Linked DNA regions of Macaca mulatta: region 2 is linked to region 1. Evidence: chromatin contacts called from public Hi-C data. All regions are on one chromosome and are shown on one strand. The core of a region is the stretch at or near the end of the contact, and the rest is flanking DNA. Distances in the headings are between cores, read along the strand shown. Region 1 holds the start of SLC35E3 (solute carrier family 35 member E3). Region 2 holds the start of MDM2 (MDM2 proto-oncogene).

Evidence for each region. A called contact is a pair of places that touch in the nucleus more often than the background predicts.
Region 2: a Hi-C map of liver shows a contact between it and region 1, with 2.6 times the contacts expected there. The contact joins the promoter of MDM2 here to the promoter of SLC35E3 in region 1. A contact is called at or near these places in 4 of 14 Hi-C or Micro-C datasets (cortical neurons, fetal cortex germinal zone, fibroblasts and 1 more).

What each region holds. Positions count from the first base shown.
Region 1 is chr11:75,868,071-75,874,345 of T2T-MMU8v2.0, forward strand. SLC35E3 (solute carrier family 35 member E3) reads left to right here and starts at 2,846. Exons shown (of 5, transcript NM_001194726.3): 1 at 2,846-3,429; 2 at 4,609-4,719. The coding sequence starts at 3,028.
Region 2 is chr11:75,927,783-75,933,786 of T2T-MMU8v2.0, forward strand. It overlaps MDM2 (MDM2 proto-oncogene), which reads left to right and starts at 2,571. Exons shown (of 11, transcript NM_001266402.1): 1 at 2,571-2,873; 2 at 3,582-3,666. The coding sequence starts at 2,860. It also overlaps the pseudogene LOC144332953.

The DNA of each region.
Region 1 (6,275 bases), core at 1,596-4,095:
GAATGTGAATCTAATAGAAAACAGTAATTCCCCAAACTTGCTAATCATCTAAGGAATTTCTTGAATATGTATTTATAGATGCCACCCCTAAAGAGAGCTGGCTCAGGAAGCCTGAGATGGGATCATAGAATTTGATCAGCTCTATATTATGTGCTTTTTTTTGTTGTTGTTTCTCAAAGAATTAATCTTGTCATCCTGTTTTCTTTATTCTTACTAATATGCAAATGATTTTTACAGCTCATGCAGTCCTGTAATCATGATTATTGCTATGCTGCTTTGCAAAAAATAAAAACAAAAAATTCATACCAAAACAAATACAGACTAGACTGGGGGGGAAGGGGAAAGAAGTGAGTCTTAAAAGTAGTTTTGTTACTTGCAACAAACTATATATATAGAAACTTTGTACAACCTAGGGTGACTATTTCCAAAGACTATTACCTATTTGTTGAACAACAGTGGAAAACTACTTAGCCTAAATGAGGAGGAGGAATATTATATGCTTCCATCCTAACTGTATGTGGGTAAATGGACAAGGTCTGTCATCTATTTAGGAACTTGTTTTGCATACCCCCTCGCCTCTGTATTCATCTTTTGTTTTGCCTTGTTTTTTGAATGTACTTTTAAAAACAACAACAGAAACCCACTAAGGTTGTAGAATTACAAAATTCTTTCAACCTTAGACTCTTAATTAGGATGCCCTCAAATGGACTTGTTTTTCATTTTTATTTATTTATTTTTGAGATAGGGTCTTGCTGTGTCTCCCAGGCCAGAGTGCAGTGGCATGATATCTCACTGCAAACCTCCGTCTCCCAGGTTCAAGTGATTCTCTGCCTCAGCCTCCCTAGTAGCTGGGATTACAGGCGCCTGCCACCACGCCTGGCTAATTTTTGTATTTTAGTAGAGACAGGGTTTCGCCATGTTGGCCAGGCTGGTCTCAAACTCTTGACCTCAAGTGATCCACTCACCTCGATCTCTCAAAGTGCTGGGATTACAGGTATGAGCCACAGTACCTGGCCAATTGGACTCATTTGAGTCCTTAGGTAGTCAATATGTGTGTTGCTGCTTATTTAAATACAGTTCAAGTTGGAGCCCCAAGAGTGCCAATGTGCTCCTCACAATTCCCAGATGCCTCTGTCTTCCTGAACACCAGAAGTGGTGGGCACCTGAGTGGGAAATTTCAGGCAACTTAATTTAGTTCCTCAGTGCCTACTCTTAAAGAACTGGGTTTTCATTCTAGAGAAGAAACTCTTAACAAGGGCATGTTTCCTATCGCAGGTTCACATACTAATTTTTAAAAACTTTTCTTGGTGTGACTTATGCCAAGGAATTATGAAGACTTTTTCCCTGAGTATTGCATGAAGGCTACAAAGTTGCAACAGGCATGTCCTGGGTGTGAAAGTTTTAATTTCCCTACCTCATTCATTTAATTTAGAGATGGGGGTCTCACTGTGTTGCTCAGCTTCAAAGTCCTGGACTCAAGCAATCCCCACTCAGTCTCTCAAATAGCTGGGACTACAGGCCCATGCCACCATGCCCCACTTGCTCATTTATTTTATTTTATTTTATTTTACCATATTCTTTCTCTTTTTAATTTTGTGACTGCTGAATTAATCCTAGACTCTATCTTAAAACTAAGAATTGATGTATTGGTAGGAACAGCTGGACATTCAAGATATTTTTGTGATTCCTTTTTTAAAAATCCCCTTTTGAGGCCGGGCGCGGTGGCTCAAGCCTGTAATCCCAGCACTTTGGGAGGCCGAGACGGGCGGATCATGAGGTCAGGAGATCGAGACCATCCTGGCTAACACAGTGAAACCCCGTCTCTACTAAAAAATACAAAAAACTAGCCGGGCGCGGTGGCGGGCGCCTGTAGTCCCAGCTACTCGGGAGGCTGAGGCAGGAGAATGGCATAAACCCGGGAGGCGGAGCTTGCAGTGAGCTGAGATCCGGCCACTGCACTCCAGCCTGGGCGACAGAGCGAGACTCCGTCTCAAAAAAAAAAAATAAAAATCCCCTTTTGTACCTGTAATATCTACAATATATAATCTTGCTCTGTCGACTTGAGGAAGAAGGAGAAAGGAAGAACCTGACTTCTGTGTGAAGGACCTTACTGCAATGTCGATCAAGACTGTTACTCAAAGTTGTAACTCTTAGTCACTGCACCTGACTTTAGGATCCAAAACATACATACATATATATATACACACACACACACACACCCCTAGAGACAGCTGTATACAGTTTTGGCAAGTTGTGCGTTTTTTCTCGAGTTGTAATTGAACACAATAGCACTTGTTTACATTGTCAAGGGGACATCTTTAGAGAACACATTTTCTCACTGTTGAGCTAATAATGCTTTGTGAATGTATGATCTAAGGAGAAACCCTTGTAGTTATACCCGATGATGCTGTCTGTTGGAAAGTAGATTTGGAATGTCTTTCTCGAAAAACAAAAAATAAAAATATGCTTTCGATAAGTTCTTTCCCCCTCTGGCGAGGGCTAAATTTGCTCAGCATTTAATAGGTAAAATTGGCTAACAGTGTCTGCACAGCCAGAGAGAAGTTGTCTAGCAAATCGGGTCAGTGACACACGGGAAACAAACATCAAAAAAGGGGTCCTAGATTGGTCTAGTCAGGTAGGCGTTAGGTGACCAAGGGAGCTGGGGACCCAGAGGACAGGACAAAGACGCGAGCGTCGCGCGCCCAGGGCTCAGCGCGCCTGCGCAGGGTAGCGGCCGTTCAGCCCGCGGCTCCGGGGCGGAGGCACCGGAGCCCCGGGTCACGTGGCCGCAGGCGGAGATGGGCGGGGCGTGGGACGTGCTGCCGCGTCCTCGCTGGCTTACAGGGCGGCGGCGGGGCGTGTGTCGTCTGTTAAGAGTGCTGCTCGCCCAGGTTGATCTGTGCATGCCACTCCTGGGTCAGACGGTGAGGTTGGCGTCTGCGAGGACGCGGCGGTGGAGGAGAAGGGCAACTGGAGACAGGCCAGGCGCCCCTTCTGAGGCTAAACGGCCCCGGCTTCGCGGGGATCATGGCATCGCTGGTGGACCGAATGCGGGGCCACGGGCGAATCGCCGCCGGGCTCCTGTTCAACCTGCTGGTGTCCATCTGCATTGTGTTCCTCAACAAATGGATTTATGTGCACCACGGCTTCCCCAACATGAGCCTGACCCTGGTGCACTTCGTAGTCACCTGGCTGGGCTTGTATATCTGCCAGAAGCTGGACATCTTTGCCCCCAAAAGTCTGCAGCCCTCCAAGCTCCTCCTCCTGGCCCTCAGCTTCTGTGGCTTTGTGGTCTTCACTAACCTTTCCTTGCAGAACAACACTATAGGCACCTATCAGCTGGCCAAGGCCATGACCACGCCGGTGATCATAGCCATCCAGACCTTCTGCTACCAGAAAACCTTCTCCACCAGAATCCAGCTCACGTTGGTGAGTAGCTTCAGCTTGCCAAGGCGCGGCTCTCCCGACCCACCTCCTGCACTGGCCCCGGGAAATTCGAACGCACACTGGTCTTTCCCTTCATCTTGAAATCCACAAATGAGTCATCTGTGAGCCAGTGAAGTTTCAGGCTTATTTTGGGGAGGGGGAAAAGGCCATCTTGTCAACCCAGAAGAGTGGGCTTGTGTGAGTTTTAGTAGCTGCCATTTGATGGAAATCGTTAAATGCTGTGATCGATAAGAAAAACTATTGTGTGGTACAGTCCAGTGTTATCAGAGTATCTGCAAAAGCTCAAACTGAAAAACAGCCTTTCTCCCCTAGGGGAATCAAATCGTGTATGATAAAATGTGAAGAGATTTAGCATAAAGTAGGTCTCAAAATGTCTGCAGCACCATACTGCCGAGCTGTCTGCAACTTTAAATAAAAGGAGGTGGACTCAATTTTAGCACTTAGTAACTTAGTATATTTAAGGTCTTCTTACTTTTTCTTTCTTTTTTATTTATTTTTTTTGTTTGTTTGTTTGTTTGTTTTTGAGACGGAGTTTCACTCTTGTGGCCCGGGCTGGAGTGCAATGGCGCGATCTCCGCTCACCGCAACCCCCGCCTCCCGCGTTCAAGCGATTCTCCTGCCTTTGCCTCCCAAGTAGCTGGGATTACAGGCATGCGCCACCACGCCCGGCTAACTTTATAGTAGAGACGGGTTTTCTCCATGTTAGTCAGGCTAGTCTCAAACTCCGACCTCAGGTGATCTGCACGCCTTGGCCTCCGAAAGCTCTGGGGTTACAGGTGTGAGCCACCGTGCCTGGCCTTATATTTAAAGTCTTTATGCTTTTATTGTTTTATATTTATGCTTAATGCTGTTTAGACACTATTTCGGGGATCCATTTACTCACCTTTGTATTCATGTGGTATTTTCTTGCAAAGTGCAATATATTTACCACAAATTTAAAATAGAATTAAATGTGAATATCAATATAGATTTATCATATTTCACGTTTAGGAAATAGGATTAACAACCAGTTTTCCCAAGTGAAAAAAGAAAACATTTATACAGGTTCATTGTTTCCCAGTTATGTGTTTATCATTAGCCTTGTAAGACATTGTGAAAGGAATACTAAATTTTTGTCTCTTGAATTTAATCTGAACAACATTTACCTCTTTTTCGTTACAGATTCCTATAACTTTAGGTGTAATCCTAAATTCTTATTACGATGTGAAGTTTAATTTCCTTGGAATGGTGTTTGCTGCTCTTGGTGTTTTAGTTACATCCCTTTATCAAGTGGTTGGTAATTTTTTTTTTCTTTATGTGCCTTTTTAGCAGATTTCATAAATTTTGAAGCTGTATTCCAAGGTTTAGAAAATACAGTATAGAGACAATAGACTGTTGGGAAGAAAGCGTAATTGCTTAAGTTGACTCAAGGTGAAGAGAAGAAAGGAGACAGAGAAACTTGGGTGTGTGATGCTGACCAAATACCTACCTGTTTGTAAGTGTATAATATCCATGCTTAACAGTCTCAGCTTGGGGTGAAGTTATTTTCTGGGAAATCTTTACAAAATATGTAGTAAGACTTTATACTTCCTAAGTTTGTTTATGTTTTTTGTGTACTCTTTACTTTTAACATTGTTGTGAAGGAGTGAGTATACTTCCAGAAATCTGAACAGTAAAGAAAAATTTCAGATTTTTAGATTTTTTTGCCTCAAAAATTATACTGCTGTTGTACTTGTTTATTGGCTTTTAATAATTTGTCTAATATAGATTATTATTATATTAATATAATAGAGTAATTTATATCAATGAATATTTTACCACTTGTGCAAGCACAGTGCCTTGCCTATAGCAGATATTCATTAAAAATGTGTTCATGGATTCAGTTACTTCATTACCATAAAACCTAACAAGTATGGTTTTTGTTTCTTATGTAGTGGAGAAAAAATAACTTGCTGTAGGGGACAGTGAAACGATATTCTCTCTATACTGAAAACCTTGGTCTGGAAATTCTGTGTGTGCCTGTATGGGAAATCAAAGCCAAAATGTGTAACCAATTTTACTTTTTTCACAAACATCCACTGGTTATTAAACTAAGGCATTCCTGTTAGAAATGTTAGGAGTTCAGTAATAGAGCCCTGGCATCTTAAACATTCTAGTAGTGATCATGTCAGAGATGGTGTTTGAAAATATTCTGCAGTGAAATACATTTTCTAGTGACAGAGAAGCAGTTTAAATAAAAGAAGAGGCTAGTGAACATTCCTATTCATCTTTCTTGTTAAATGCACTTGTTTTTGCCTAGTATAGGCTATTAAACAGAGCAAGAAATTGTACTCCTTATATGTAATGGATTCAGAGTACTCACCATCTCTGTCACTATGACCATTTTTGTTCACACAAGTCTCAAAATTGCTATAGATTAGAATCAAAGGTTCTATATCCCTAAGGTAGATATTTGAAATGAGATTGACCAAGGAATGATTGTAGATTAATGGACGGTTTCTTATCAGTAAATGGTAAAGGTATTATTACAAAATAGGTATATTCCCAAAACATTCCTCTTAAAGTTGTATCTGCCCAATGTATCTTGGCATAATTTCTATGTTGTTTCTCTTATACTGCTGGAGACATTAAAAGGAGTTAAAAGACAAGTGACCAGCTATTAGCTTGAGTTGTAGAAAGATAGTTGGCTCACTCATTCATTCAGCAGACATCTTTTCCGCATTATGTTCACCGTTGAGGATACAAAGATGAAAAGCAGCTACAGTCCAGCAGTGTAGAAACACATGGAGACAGCTGGTCACAATAGCATATGTACCCCAAGGTAGGAGGAAAGTTCTGAGGAACACCAA
Region 2 (6,004 bases), core at 1,321-3,820, 59 kb after region 1:
TGGCTTTTTGGTCGTTCCTCTCATTTCTTTGCTGTTTCAAGCTCTGTTCCCAGCCTAAGCTTTTTACCACTGAATTCTGTTCTGTGACGCATCACTTAAAACTAACCCAACTTTTCATTCCCTCCATACTTTTTTTGGTAAGCAGTATTATCATGCTTTAGGTGGACACTGAGTCATACCGCTGTGGTAGTGCTGGTACACATAGTTTTGAATACCAGGTTCTTGAGTGAATCCTTTTTGCTTCTCTCTCCCCCACCCCCGCTTCTCCCTTCTGCCTTCATTTCTGCCCCTTCTTTTCTGGTTCCATTAGAAAAGGACTAATCTTATCAGTTCTGCCTTTTGTTTCTACTCTAATAACTTTGTCAAGAGAATTTTTTCAAAGCACAAGGCCAATGAGAAGGGGGAAAGTCGGTCCAGAAGGCAGCTGGCCCGACTATTCTGAGTTTGAATCAACTCCTGGTGGTCCTGTTAAAATACAGTTTGAAGCAAATCACCTGTTTTTATGCTCCTAATATCTACTCTGTCTAAAGCCCAAATTTCCTTGCTTGGCATTTAAGAAGACTCCAAGTTCTTAAAACTTCTTCTTGACTTTCATGCAAGTCAAACTGATTTATTGTAACTCAAACAGCCCTCTTTATATTTTCCTTTCTGTATTTTTTGATAGTTTTCTTGTGCCTGGAATATTTTCTGCGTTTATTTAAGTCTCACCATCTTTCAAGACACAAAATATGTGTGATCTTCTCTGAGGCCTTTGTGAACTGCCTCCAGCGTTCACTAAGCAATTAATTATGTCTCTTAACTTTTATAGCACAAACCTATTCGCTCACTTGATATTTAACAAATATCAACCTCTATCACTTATCTTTTTTTTTTTCTTCCGAGATGGAGTCTTGCTCTCCACCCAGGCTGGACTGCAGTGGCACGATCTCCGCTCACTGCAACCTCCGCCTCCCAGGATCAAGCGATTCTTCTGCCTCAGCCTCCCGAGTAGCTAGGATTACAGGTGCCCACCACTGGGCCCGGCTAATTTTTGCGTTTTTAGTAGAGACAGGGTTTCACCATGTTGGCCAGGCTGGTCTTGAACTACTAACCTCGTGATCTGCTCACCTCAGCCTCCCAAAGTACTGGGATTACAGGCGAGAGCCACCGTGCCCAGCGTTATCACTTATCTTTCTTTTCATGCTAACATTTTCTCACTGCTTGAGATTTTCTTTCATCCAATTTCAAGCACTGAGTCTAACAATTAGAAACCCCACTGTATTTGATCTGATGGAGATTACCTTTTTAAAAGCCACATATTAAATCTCTTAAGTTAATAATATTGACAATCAACTTCAATCAACTGAGTGACCACTATGTTTAAGGAAGGTTACTTTCTGGTAGGCTGGGAAGCAGGAGAAGGGAAGGATATAACTTTATAAAAAAAGCTGCAGAAGGGAAGGATATAACTTTATTAAAAAAAGGCCCTTGTTTACAAAGAGCTAATCACCTACTGGCCAAAGAAAGGTGTTCCTTCTTTGCAACGGCTGTGTTTTTGGGTTTAGCTAACTCAATTCTTTATGTCCTCAACTTATGAGGCCGTATCAAAAACGTTTTTGCCACACCTCTGTGGGCAAGTAGGTGAGTCAGAATGAGTGCATAACATATAAATATATATTTTAATGATAATGAATGTGTAGATTAACAAACCCAAACTTTTTTTTTTTTTTTGAGAAACAGTCTTGCCCTGTCGCCCAGGCTGGAGTGCAGTGGCATGATCTTGGCTCGCTGCAGCCTCCGCCTCCTGGGTTCACGGGATTCTCCTGCCTCAGCCTCCCGAGTAGCTGGGATTATAGGTGCCCGCCACCATGCCCGGCTAATTTTTGTAGTTTTTAGTAGAGACAGCGTTTCCCATGTTGGCCATGGCTGGTCTTGAACTCCTGACCTCAAGTGATCCACCGGCCTCGGCCTACCTAAAGTGATGGGATTACAAGCGTGAGCCACCGCGCCTGGCCATACCCAAACATTCTAAAAGTAACCGCTCCCCTCCGCACCAACGGTAACCAGCGTCTTTGTTCTCCAACCATAGCAGCTGTATGCACCGGTGTATAAGCCTGCCTTAAGTGCTATTTTTAATCTTTATTAAAAACAGGCCTTGACTCATTTGTGTACAACTCCAGCGGCTAGTGCAGTGGGCTTAACGTATTAAACAGCTGTTAATTTTGGTTTCTTTTTGGTAACAGCGACACGGAGATCCGCATTTGTCGCAGTTTCCACCACGGGCGGGAAGCGTAAATACAAGAAATACAAAAATAGCGCAACGGCTAAAGGAGTGTTCCCAGTGCCAAGCCAGGCAGGCGCCGCGCCCGGGCCGAGCCCCACACGCCCAGTTCGCTGCCAAGACCCCCACCCCGCCTCAGAGTACGCCGCGCCCGCGGGGCGACACTCCCAACTCCATCTTCCCGGAGGCGGTGCGGCCCAGCCCCTGACCCAATTGGCGGAAGCGGGGCCGGGTGTGTAAGCGCGCACAAATGCCCGGATGCGCCGCGACGCCCCGCGCGCTCCCCTCCGGCGGTAGGGGGCGCGCACCGCGGCACCGCGGCTAGCTTGGCTGCTCGTGGGGCCTCTCCGGCCTTGTGTATCGGGAAGATGGAGCAAGAAGCCGAGCCCGAGGGGCGGCCCCGACCCCTCTGACCGAGATCCTGCTGCTTTCGCAGCCAGGAGCCCCGTCCCTCCCCGGATTAGTGCATTCGAGCGCCCAGTGCCCTGGCCCCGAGAGTGGAATGGTCCCCAAGGCCCAGGACGTCGTGCTTCCGCGGGCCCCGTGAAGGAAACTGGGGAGTCTCGAGGGACCCCCGACTCCAAGCGCGAAAACCCCGGATGGTGAGGAGCAGGTACCGGCCCGGCAGCGACCGGTCACTTCTGGTTCTGGGCTGTGACGGTGTCCCCTGCATCGCTGGTTCCCAGCCTCTGCCCGCTCGCAGCCTTTGTGCGGTTTGTGGCTGGGGGCTCGGGGCGCGGGGCACGTGGCTTTGCGGAGGTTTTGTTGGACTGGGGCTAGGCAGTCGCCGCCAGGGAGGAGGGCGGGGTTTCGGACGGCTCTCGCGGCGGTGGGGGGCGGGAGTGGTTCGGAGGTCTCCGCGGGAGTCCAGGGTAAAGGTCACGTGGGCTGGGGGCTGCGGGGCCGCCTCGGTGGCGGGGTCCGGGTAATCGCAGGGGCCTGTCGGGTCGGTGTTGTGAATGCTGCGCGTAGTCTGGGCGGGATTGGGCCAGTTCCATGGGCAGGTTGACTCAGCTTTTCCTCTTGAGCTGGTCAAGTTCAGACACGTTCCGAAACTGCGGTAAAAGGAGTTAAGTCCTGACTTGTCTCCAGCTGGGGCTATTTAAACCATGCATTTTCCCAGCTGTGTTCAGTGGCGATTGGAGGGTAGACCTGTGGGCACAGACGCACACCACTTTTTCTCTGCTGATCCAGGTAAGCACCGACTTGCTTGTAGCTTTAGTTTTAACAAAGGCGTTGTTTATGTCCTTTATATATGATTAATTTTTCGCAGATGTTTCATGATTTCCAGTTTTCATCGTCTTTTTTTTCCTTCTTGTAGGCAAATGTGCAATACCAACATGTCTGTACCTACTGATGGTGCTGTAACCACCTCACAGATTCCAGCTTCTGAACAAGAGACCCTGGTTAGTATTTTTGTCTCGTGTAACTTTTAATAATTTATTTTATGAAGTGATAAACTAAATTTCATATACCTCAATTATAGCATGGCTCTGTAAATGACATTGTATGTGCATAACTTAAAGTGTGCTACCTCGGGCATGACTGCGTGGAGTTAAAAACTGTTAAGAACTGGTCAGTATTTTCTTAGCCCTTTGCCACATAGGCTTTAAAAATTAGTTCCATTACATTGTTAAGCGTGGTTGAAGTTATGTTTGTTATGTGACTGATTTTTTTTTTCCTTTTTGACCTCCCAGTATTTAATTTTTAAAAATGATTTCTAAAAGTCACAAAAATTATTCATGCTTGTTTTAAAGATTTTTGTCATTAGAGAAATTTTAAAGTAAAACCTGAAAATTCCAGTCTTTTTGCTCCATGTTCCCTTTTAGATTTTTTCTGTGTGCATACCCACATATATTTACATTTGAATTTAAATCTATGTTATTGTCCTGTTTGTTGTACTAACAAGATGAAACTATAGTTGTTCTGTGACTTGCATCCTTGTCAATAAAGTCTACAAAATTCTTTTTAATGGCTGCATAGTATTCCATAGCATGAGTATACCATTTTAAAAATTATGCCTTTACTGACAGCTTTTTAAAAATTGCCTCCTGTTTTTGAGTATTACAGATAGTGCTGCTTTGTACATCCATCCCGTGTGACTATTTCTGTAAGAAAGATTTTATGGAATTATAGGCTGGGTGCGGTGGCTCACCCTTGTAATCCTAGCACTTTGGAAGGCCAAGGTGGGCCGATCACCTGAGATGAGGAGTTCAAGACTAGCCTGGCCAACATGGTGAAACCCTGTCTCTACTAAAAATACAAAAATTACTCGGGCATGGTGGTGCGTGCCTATAATCCCAGCTGCTGAGGAGGCTGAGGCAGGAGAATCACTTGAACCTGGGAGGCAGAGGTTGCCGTGAGCCAAGATTGCGCCATTTTACTCCAGCCTGGGCGATAAGAGTGAAACTGTCTTAAAAAAAAGAAAAAAGAAAAATATTTTATAGAATTAGAACTCCTGAGTCCTAAAATTTTTTTTTTTTTTTTTTTTTTTTTGAGACGGAGTCTTGCTCTGTTGCCCAGGCTGGAGTGCAGTGGCCAGATCTCAGCTCACTGCAAGCTCCGCCTCCCGGGTTTACGCCATTCTCCTGCCTCAGCCTCCCGAGTAGCTGGGACTACAGGCGCCCGCCACCTCGCCTGCCTAGTTTTTTGTATTTTTTTGGTAGAGACGGGGTTTCACCGTGTTAGCCAGGCTGGTCTCGATCTCCTGACCTCGTGATCCGCCCGTCTCGGCCTCCCAAAGTGCTGGGATTACAGGCTTGATGAGTCCTAAATTTTACTCATATTTGATTGCTGCTGGTAACTTGCTCACCAAAAGGCTCTAACAGTTTCACTCCTGCCAACACTGAATATTACCAATCTTTAATTATTATTACTTTTTTTTTTGATAAAAGGTACTGTGCCATTGTTTAAATTCATTTTTCCCTAGTTTCTTGGTGAGGCTGGGCACCTTTCCTTTTGTTTTGAGACAGAGTTTCACTCTTGTTGCCCAGGCTGGAGTGCAATGGCGAGATCTTGGCTCACTGCAACCTCTGCCTCCCAGGTTCAAGCGATTCTCCTGCCTTGGCCTCCCAAGTAGCTGGGGTTACAGGCACGCGCAATCACGCTCAGCTAATTTTGTATTTTTAGTAGAGATGGGGTTTTTCCACGTTGGTCATGCTGGTCTTGAACTCCCAACTTCATGTGATCTGCCTGCCTCGGCCTCCCAAAGTGCTGGGATTACAGGCGTGAGTCACTGCAGCAGGCCTCCATTTTGTTGTCATTTGTTTCTTCTGGGATTTGCCTCGTCTTCTATGGCCATTTTCCTTTTGGTTCTTTAAAATTTTTCTTAGTAATTGGAGTAGCTCTATGTGTTTCAAGTATATTTAACTTTTGTTGCTTACTAATGTAGCATTTGCTTTTATGTTGTCTTTTCCTCATTGAGAACAATTCTATGAAGTAAAATTTGTTGGCTTTTGAATTTCTTATCGTGCTTTGGAAGAACTCTCCTATCTTGCAAATATATTCCTATATTTTCTTCTAGATTTAAATTTTTTAGATATTTAGATCTTTACCTATAATTTATCTTCCTGTTCTTCAATGTAAGATTACGAATGCTATTATCTTTTATAGCCATTTCTCACTAATACATGTCTTTTAAGTCACTAATATACTGATGGCTTTCCATTACAGAATTTTTTTTTTTTTTTTTGTGAGACTGAGTCTTGATCTGTTGCCCAGACTGGAGTGCAGTGGCATGATCTC